2 separate regions of the Rattus norvegicus genome follow, and region 1 is linked to region 2. The links are chromatin contacts, called in public Hi-C maps. All regions are on one chromosome and are shown on one strand. The core of a region is the stretch at or near the end of the contact, and the rest is flanking DNA. Distances in the headings are between cores, read along the strand shown. Region 1 holds the start of Mrpl17 (mitochondrial ribosomal protein L17). Region 2 holds the start of Timm10b (translocase of inner mitochondrial membrane 10B).

The links. Hi-C and Micro-C count contacts between places; a contact is called where the count stands out from the background.
Region 1: a Hi-C map of liver shows a contact between it and region 2, with 4 times the contacts expected there. The contact joins the promoter of Mrpl17 here to the promoter of Timm10b in region 2. A contact is called at or near these places in 8 of 12 Hi-C or Micro-C datasets (Schwann cells, frontal cortex, kidney and 4 more) and 1 of 1 datasets of contacts at active chromatin or transcription factors (oligodendrocytes).

Annotation. Positions count from the first base shown.
Region 1 is chr1:169,574,379-169,578,277 of GRCr8, forward strand. Mrpl17 (mitochondrial ribosomal protein L17) reads right to left here and starts at 1,321. Exons shown (of 4, transcript NM_001313842.1): 1 at 1,061-1,321; 2 at 729-797; 3 at 172-480. The coding sequence starts at 1,234. The coding sequence ends at 193.
Region 2 is chr1:169,390,832-169,394,795 of GRCr8, forward strand. It overlaps Timm10b (translocase of inner mitochondrial membrane 10B), which reads left to right and starts at 1,524. Exons shown (of 3, transcript NM_001389232.1): 1 at 1,524-1,574; 2 at 1,717-1,812; 3 at 1,982-2,825. The coding sequence starts at 1,545. The coding sequence ends at 2,158. Arfip2 (ADP-ribosylation factor interacting protein 2) reads right to left here and starts at 1,335. Exons shown (of 8, transcript NM_001004222.1): 1 at 1,240-1,335; 2 at 336-476; 3 at 25-121. The coding sequence starts at 434.

The DNA.
Region 1 (3,899 bases), core at 71-2,570, 180 kb after region 2:
AAAAGAAAGTCAGTGTCTTATATTCATATCAAGGATTTTATCTACTGTGCAAAGAGGATCAATTCTAGTCAGCAGGGAGGTCTGGGCCTCATTATGAGGGGGCTCCACAATGCCACTTCAAGGTCTCACACACTACAAGAGCTCCAAGACCCACCAACACAGGTACCACACCTATGCACTCTCCAGCTCCAGTTAAGTCTTTGGTGTTTGAACTGTATGGGAGCTGTGGAGGCTTGCTTTCTGGTTATGGTGCAGGTCCTGCTGCAGTCCCAGGAGTAGCTGGTTTAGGAGAGTAAGGTTGCTATCTCTGTGAGGCAGAGGCAGGGGAGGGAGGCAGTTCCCCTTATATTCTATCACTGCCATCTTGGCCCGATCTTGTTCCTTTCGATTCGGGATCTGTAGCATTCTTGTGTAGTTGCCATTCTGACCTTGGAACCGAGGCGCTAGCACTTTAAACAGCTTTGGGATCAAGTCCTTCTCCTAGATGGGGAGAGTTAATCAGAAGAAAATAGTCACAACGGCTTTCCCCACCACCAATCAGTTACCAAGTTACATAGAACCACTTATAGGAAGTTATACAGATGTGCATCTCTTCCAGTTCAAATAAGAGAAACACGTGTCTAAGGTAGTTCGTAACTCTGGTACATAAGCGAATGCCCTGGCTTAAATCTGCCAAGTACCCGGTTTTCTAAGGATTCCTTCCCCACTAGAAGGCAGGAAGCACTCACAGTGAGCCAGAAGTCAGCCATACGCATGGCTCGTTCGTTGGTGTCTCCCAGCTTTCCATAGTCGATGAGCTGTGAGGACAAAACACACGGATACAACACGAGCAAGAGTAAGGCACCCACCTTACTCTTCTAATGTCTCACCTTCATCCAGTCATCCCACCAGCTAAGCTAATTCAGGGCGCTCCTTCCTCCTCAGCCCAACCAGCCTTCCATTTAAAGCGCGGGAGTGACGTGCTCAGCTGAGTGCCACAGGGAATTCGCTACCTACTCCCGACACAGGACAAGCGCAGTGGTCTGAGGCTGGGCCCAGCCATGAATGACTTGGCTCTTACCTTCTCCGCGTAGCCCCTCATCTCGTCCACGCGTGCCCATGTCGCCTCGATGCGTTCGTGGCGAACTAGGCCTGTGAGCAAGTTCCGTAGAAGGTGGATCCGGGACTCGGGACCGAGGCCCAGGCGGCGGTAGACGCGGCCGTGGGAGATAGCGGCAGCTAAAGACAACCTCATGCTCCCACCTTGGCCCCACCTCTCCGGGGCCCGGAAAAGGAAACTAAGCACGGTGTGTGTTGCGGGGGTGCAGGGCGGAGTCACTTTCCAGAGGACGCATGCGCAGTAGCTCGGCGCGTGGCAGGGGTGCTTGCGCATGCGCATCAGAGCCTGCCTAGCTGGCAGTCTGAGGGTGGGTGGCCCGACGTGTTGACGTTTCTGGAGCGGCGAGCTGGGCGGGCCTCAAGGTCTGCGGGTGCTAAGTAGCGAGCTAGGGATCTCGGCGCCCCCTGCCGGGTTTCTCCTGCACTGCCTCAACGACCTGGGGCGTTCTCGGCTGAGTCGCCTGCCAGGCGGAGCATGCTGGGAAAGTGAGTATCTGAGGCGAACTGCGCCTGAGGGGTGGGGCCATGGTGGAATGTGGCCTCTAGCCTGAGGAGTTGTAGTCTTGCCTGGCTTCCTGACGACGTTAGTTTAAACCTAGTTTTCATTAGTGCTAGTGAGATCGATTATGTCCAGGAAAGCTTCAGGTATTACATTCTTTTATTGACATTAATAAAAAGTGAGCACTAAAAGCTAAAGTAATGGACAAATACTTGACATTTTTGAAAAATGTATTCTTCTAATATGCAATACACCCTGACCATAGCTTCTCCTCCCAGCTCCTCCTCCCCTTTCTTCCCCTACTTCCCCTAGGAAAGAGCAAGCTTCCCAGGGACATCAACCAAACAAAGCACAAAAAGATAGAATAAGACCAGGCACAAACCTTCACTTCAATTGTGATCAAGGAAACTCACTAGGAGGAAAGGGTCCAGAAAGAGTCAGAGACACCCCATCTCTCACTGTCAGGAATCCCTTCTAAAACATCAAACCAACAAACTATAACATATTTGCAGAGACCCTAGCGCAGAACCTTGAAGGTTCCACGATTGCCCCTTCAGTCTCTGTGAGGCCCCATGAGCCCTGCTTAGCTGATTCTACAGGCTGTGCTCTCTGGTGTTTGATCCCCCGTGGCTCCCACAATTCTTCCTCCCCATCTTCTGCGGGGTTTCTGGAACTCCAAGGGGAGGGAACTAATGGAGGTCTCTAACCTAGGCTCTTTCTCCACTTAATGTTTTGTCAGTGGGCCTCTACATCTCCCATCAGCTGCCAGAGGCAGCCACTCTGATGACCACTGAATTAGGCACCAGTCTATGAACAAAGCAGAATATTACTAGGAACCATATCATTGAATTAATTAATTAATTGGTTTGTTTGTTTTTGGCAGAACTATTTGATTCTTCTCTAGGCCTCTGGGAGATGAATACTTTTACTTAAAAAATTCTCTCTCTCTCTCTCTCTCTCTCTCTCTCTCTCTCTGTGTGTGTGTGTGTGTGTGTGTTCTCTTCCATTGCTCAGCATGAGCTCTTTACTGCTCATTGAAAACAGTTTTCTGGGAGGAATTGGGTGAAAATATAATCTAGCTGTAATATCTAACAAAATGATGATCATATTAAGACTTATTTAAAATGAATTTGCTATAGCTGAGTGACTAGAATATTGAGGAAAGCAGCAGATAAAAGCACATTTCAAGTGGAAAATGAGTAAATTTTAAAATTGTTTCATTTTAGAAAAATAAGTTTATGATCATGTGCAATATGAAGAAGTTGAGGTGGCTCAGGGCTAAAGAAGGACCCCTAGTTTGATGGAATCAACATAACCCTTCAGATGGTGTTTCACTCTGGAAATAGTGACAAGCTGTTTCCGAGCTGGCTTACATTCTTCATGGTGTTCTGTCCCTGCCCTCTTCATTTCCTTGTATTATTAGTGAGGTGAACTGCCGGTTGCCAAAATTATAAAGTCCTTCGAGGTCAGAGAGGAACTGATTCATGCATTTGGCTGTCTTTCCTCTTTCCTCCACCATCAAGCCAGCACTATGTTTTTTTTTTTTAAGTCTTATAGTTTTTTTTAAAAACACATGATCATTGTTATTTTTTTTTTAAAGTTGTCCCTTGATCATTCTACTTTTACTTAGAAAAGTTACCCTTTCATCTTTCATTTTAGCTAGGCTTGTTGTTAGCTAGTTTTCACCATGCTTCACTATCAAGTATTTCATTCATTGTGAGTCTATGCAGTAATTCATTACTGGGACTAAATCATTAACAAGATCTCTTAAATCCCAATCCCCTCCCCCAATCTAGCTTGAATTCGGGAATGTCATTGACTACACTGTTGATTTGCTTTTGCGTTGATCCCTTCTTTCACACTGGTGGATATATTTCTTCACCCCTGGAAGTTGGATTTTTCCTTATCCCATTGACCTACTGTACAAATCCTTGAGTCAGAACACCTTTTAAAATGAAGTGTGTGTGTGTGTGTGTGTGTGTGTGTGTGTGTGTGTGTGTGTATGTGTTATGTTTGAATGCAGATTCCCATGTGCATGGTGTGCATGTGGATATTGGAGGACAAATTTCCAGACTCTGTTCTTTTCTACCACCCAGAGATTTGGGGTTTTCAGGCTTGTATGGCAAGTGCCTTTACTTTATGAGATACCTCACTGTATCCAAAATTGGATAATAGACATGTCAGAAAAGACAATACATTTTGGTTTTGTTTGTTTTGAGACAGGGTCTTGCTCTGTAACCTAGGCTGCCCCTAGGGTTCACTGTGGAATGTACATTGGTTTCAAACTCAAGCATTTGAATTG
Region 2 (3,964 bases), core at 274-2,773:
CAAGCCTGTCTCTATCACTCATACCTGTGGGGATGAGTCCGTCACCAGAGCCCCCATAGCCACCAGACACAATGCTAGTTTCATTGAGGTTGGGTCCTGACACCATCACCTGCTGGAGGTCCTATAGGTCAGAGAAGAGGGGGCACCTCAGGAACACAGGGATAGATGAAACATTTGGGGATGGAGGCAGTGCACATAAAGTTTATACAGAACCATAAAGATTTGAAAACTAGGAAGGAGTTTAGTTAACTGAAGGCTATTGGGATGGGGGAAAGTAAAAGGTTTATAAGTCAGGACTGCATAATGAGACAATTAGAAGAATCAAACAGAAGCACCTGCTCCAGCCCATCGTCTTCAGGAAGCTGCCCAGCCTCGCCATTTCCGTGGATGGGAATCTCCATTGTGGCTGCCTTCCCTAGAATCCCGTCCGTCATGGCTAGGGAAGGGACAGGAGTCAAGGTCTCCACCCCAGCACGCTGTAAAGCCCAACAAGACAATTCTGGAAACTAGCCAGCACTCCAGAATAAGGAGGCCTCCCCTGTGTTCTCAGAGGTTTCAGGGATTGTCTTAGGGCTTGGGTGTCCTGGGATCAGCCACCACGTCTTTCCTTGAGTATGTGTATCCATTCTCTTCTGAGTACATTATTTCTACAAATGCATGCATACCAAAGCCTCTGGTGTCTTCTCGTAACCCCCAACCTCGCCTTTAGTAACCATTCATGCATTCAGTCATTCAACAAACATTTGGTGAGTTTCTACTATGTGTGAGATACCGAGGCAATGGAATTGCAGCAGTGAGGACCAGAGGGAAGGTCTATGCTCTCTGGGAACTTAACCCTGCATAAGCATGTTTACCAAAACTCTTTCCTAGGCTCAGACGTTCACTTGCCACTCAGGCATGCTCTGCGATCCTGATCTTTCACATCCTTTGGTGTTCCTTCCCCTCTTCCTTCAGATGGTCTGGTCTCTTCCTTTCTCCATCTCATGCACCTGACTCCCTCAGGCCCTCCCCACCAGGCCTTAGTTGAAGCAGTTAGTGAATGTTCCTGGTGTCAGGACACCAGGACACAGGCAATCCCTTCCAAAGTCAGTTGAAGCCTTCCAGATGTGAGAGGCACCCCCCACCCCCATACACCTGGGCATCAGGTGTGTCCTCATCCTTGCCAAGGGCTCAGGGCATGTTGCCCTCAGTACAGGTTCGTGCGTTCAACTTCCCTTCGTCCAAGTACGTCCTTCTCACCTGGGCCGGGCCGCTCTTCCCCTCAGGGCGCGAGGCCCGGACCGCGCGGGGACCTCGGGTTCCAGTTCCCGTCGCGATCCTAGCAGCAGGTCAGAGATTTGGCGGAAGTGACATGCTCTCTGGGCAGAAGAAGCCGGCCACGTCGCAGAGAAAAAGGGCGGAGGTGACGTTTACAGTTGTGGGCAGGGCGAGCCTGGAGCTACGCCTTCAAGCTCTTGGGGGAGTACCGAGAGTTTACTTCCGGGGCGACTCCGAGAGCCACCCCCTCCGGACGGAAGTGGCGTACGCCATGCGCCCTGGGCGTGATGGAGCACCAGCAGCAGCAACTGAGAAACGTGAGTGAGAGCTAAGTTGCTCTCTGGGTTAGACGCGCAGTTTGTTTCCAGGGGTACACGCAAGAACCCCCAGAGGGGGAGGCGGGCTGCGCGCCCCAGGAAGCCTCGGCGGTGGTGAAGTCTTGGTTCCTTTTTCTCTCAGTTGCGAGACTTTCTGTTGGTCTACAATCGGATGACAGAACTGTGCTTCCAGCGCTGTGTGCCCAGCCTGCACCACCGAGCTCTGGACGCTGAGGAGGTGGAGACTGTGGGGGGTCCCAGAGTTGACAATAACGTGATGTGACTTACCCCCTCCCCCCACTTCCCCTCTCTTTCATGACCTCATTCCTAGGCTGGGGACCGGGAAGGATGGAGGAGGGCTTGACAGGACCCCTTTTAGTTTCTACTTCCATCTGTCTTCCTTCCAGGAGGCCTGCCTGCACAGCTGTGCTGGGAAGCTCATCCATTCTAACCACCGCCTCATGGCCGCTTACGTGCACCTCATGCCCGCCCTGGTCCAGCGCCGCATGGCGGACTACGAGGCTGCCTCTGCCGTGCCAGGTGTTCCTGCAGAACAGCCCAGAGACTCGCCATCAGGCAGCTAGCTAGCTGTCCCTGACCGCAGGAGAGAAGGTGCTTGGATAGGCTCCTCTATGGACCTTGGGCTTGTCTAAATATGTACAGAGAGACTGAGCTTGAAAGCTGGGTGCTCTTGCTCCTTTTCTTGGAGCCAATAAACCCGTTTTTGTATTCTGGTTAATTTACTTGGCAAGAACTTTTCTTTATTGGTACCATCCTTTATTCTGTCATCTACTGCCTGTCTAGTGCCTTTAGCCTTGGCAGTTGATGTATTACCTTCTTGTATGTAGAAGGACAAATTTAGCATTCCCAGCACCCCAGCAAAAGCAAGGATTATGGCTACAGTTTGAAGGTTGGTAATAACAATGGGAAATTGGTTCCAAAAGGAGAGTTCTCTGTGCCTGTCCTAGGGTCTAACTCAAGTACCTGAATATACATTGGCTCTTAACTAGTTTTTATTCTCAGCTGTCAGACAAAAGAATTGCTGTAGATCTAGGGGAAGAAGGTAATATCAAACAACAAAAGCAGGAAGAAAACAGTGCCCCCTTAGGTTTTAGTCACTGCTTCCTAGGAGATCAGTGACAACAGAACAAAGACAAGCCTCTAAGAATTTAGGAATGTTGACCATTTCCCCAATTTACTCTCTTAGTATTTCCTGCTTTTGTGAAATTAGAAATAAAGACTTTAAACAAAGAAGGACTTTCTTGTCTTCAGTCAGTCAGGAAGACAACATTAGTCAAACCTCAAGAGAAACCTGAGGGAAAGGGAGATGGTATTAGGGAGAGATGGTTAAATACCATCTGTGACCCTCCACCCGGTGCTTCCTCAGTGTTTCACTGCCTGTCTAGTCCCCTAGTTTCAGTTCTCTACCTTCCAGTACTCTAACTACCCTGTTGCCAGCTTCTCTATTCTTGTTTCATTATTCCCCCACCCCCTTTTGTGGGATTCACGTCTATACTCCGGAGGAGTCCTTTCCTGGCAGCTGCCATTTCCATGACTTCACTCCTAATGTGGAGATGGGGAAAGGAAGGAGGATATGGCATGCACCACCACATGGGGCTTCTGGGGCTTCGAGGATAATACAGCCTGCAGGGCAACAGCATGGGGTCTGCACCTATTACTGTTTCCCAGAAGATTAGACTCAGGCACTTGTGCTTGCCTGGTGTGAACTCTAAACAACTAAGCTACCCACTTCCCCTTCACTGCTTCCTGAAATCCCATCCCATCCCCTCCACCATTGCAACAGGTGGCCAGCTTTCATTTTTTTTTTTTTTTTTACAAAGGAATCAAATTCACAGTGAAAACCAACCATTCACAGAGCAGATTCTCTGCCCTCCCCCCACCTACAGGTCAGAAATTTGCGTTTATTTATTTATTTATTTTATTTATTTACTTTGAGTTATGGTCTCATGTACCCAAGACTGACCTGGAAATGGTAACTAAAAATGACCTTGAACTCCTGATCCTCCTGTCTCTACCTCCCAATTGTTGGCCAGCCAAAAAATTGAAAATCCCAGCTGACTCCATATTGAAAGGCTAATCATGTTCCAAGGCTTGTTATATGTGCCTGCAGTCATAGCACTAACAGGCCAAGCATTGTGAGTTTGAAAGCGTTCTGCGCTGTTATATCAAGACTCTTATCAATAAAGTGAGCTGGGACATCAAGCCTGATAGTCTTTGCACTACAGCAGACTACTCTAAATGATGTCTGTTGAGTTGTTTTGTATAAATTTATCATACTCTTTTTAATTGCAAAACTAGGAGGTATTTTTCATTAGACAGGTAAAGAAGCACGAAAACAGGAGGGCCCTGTCTTAAACAGTTCTTGAAAA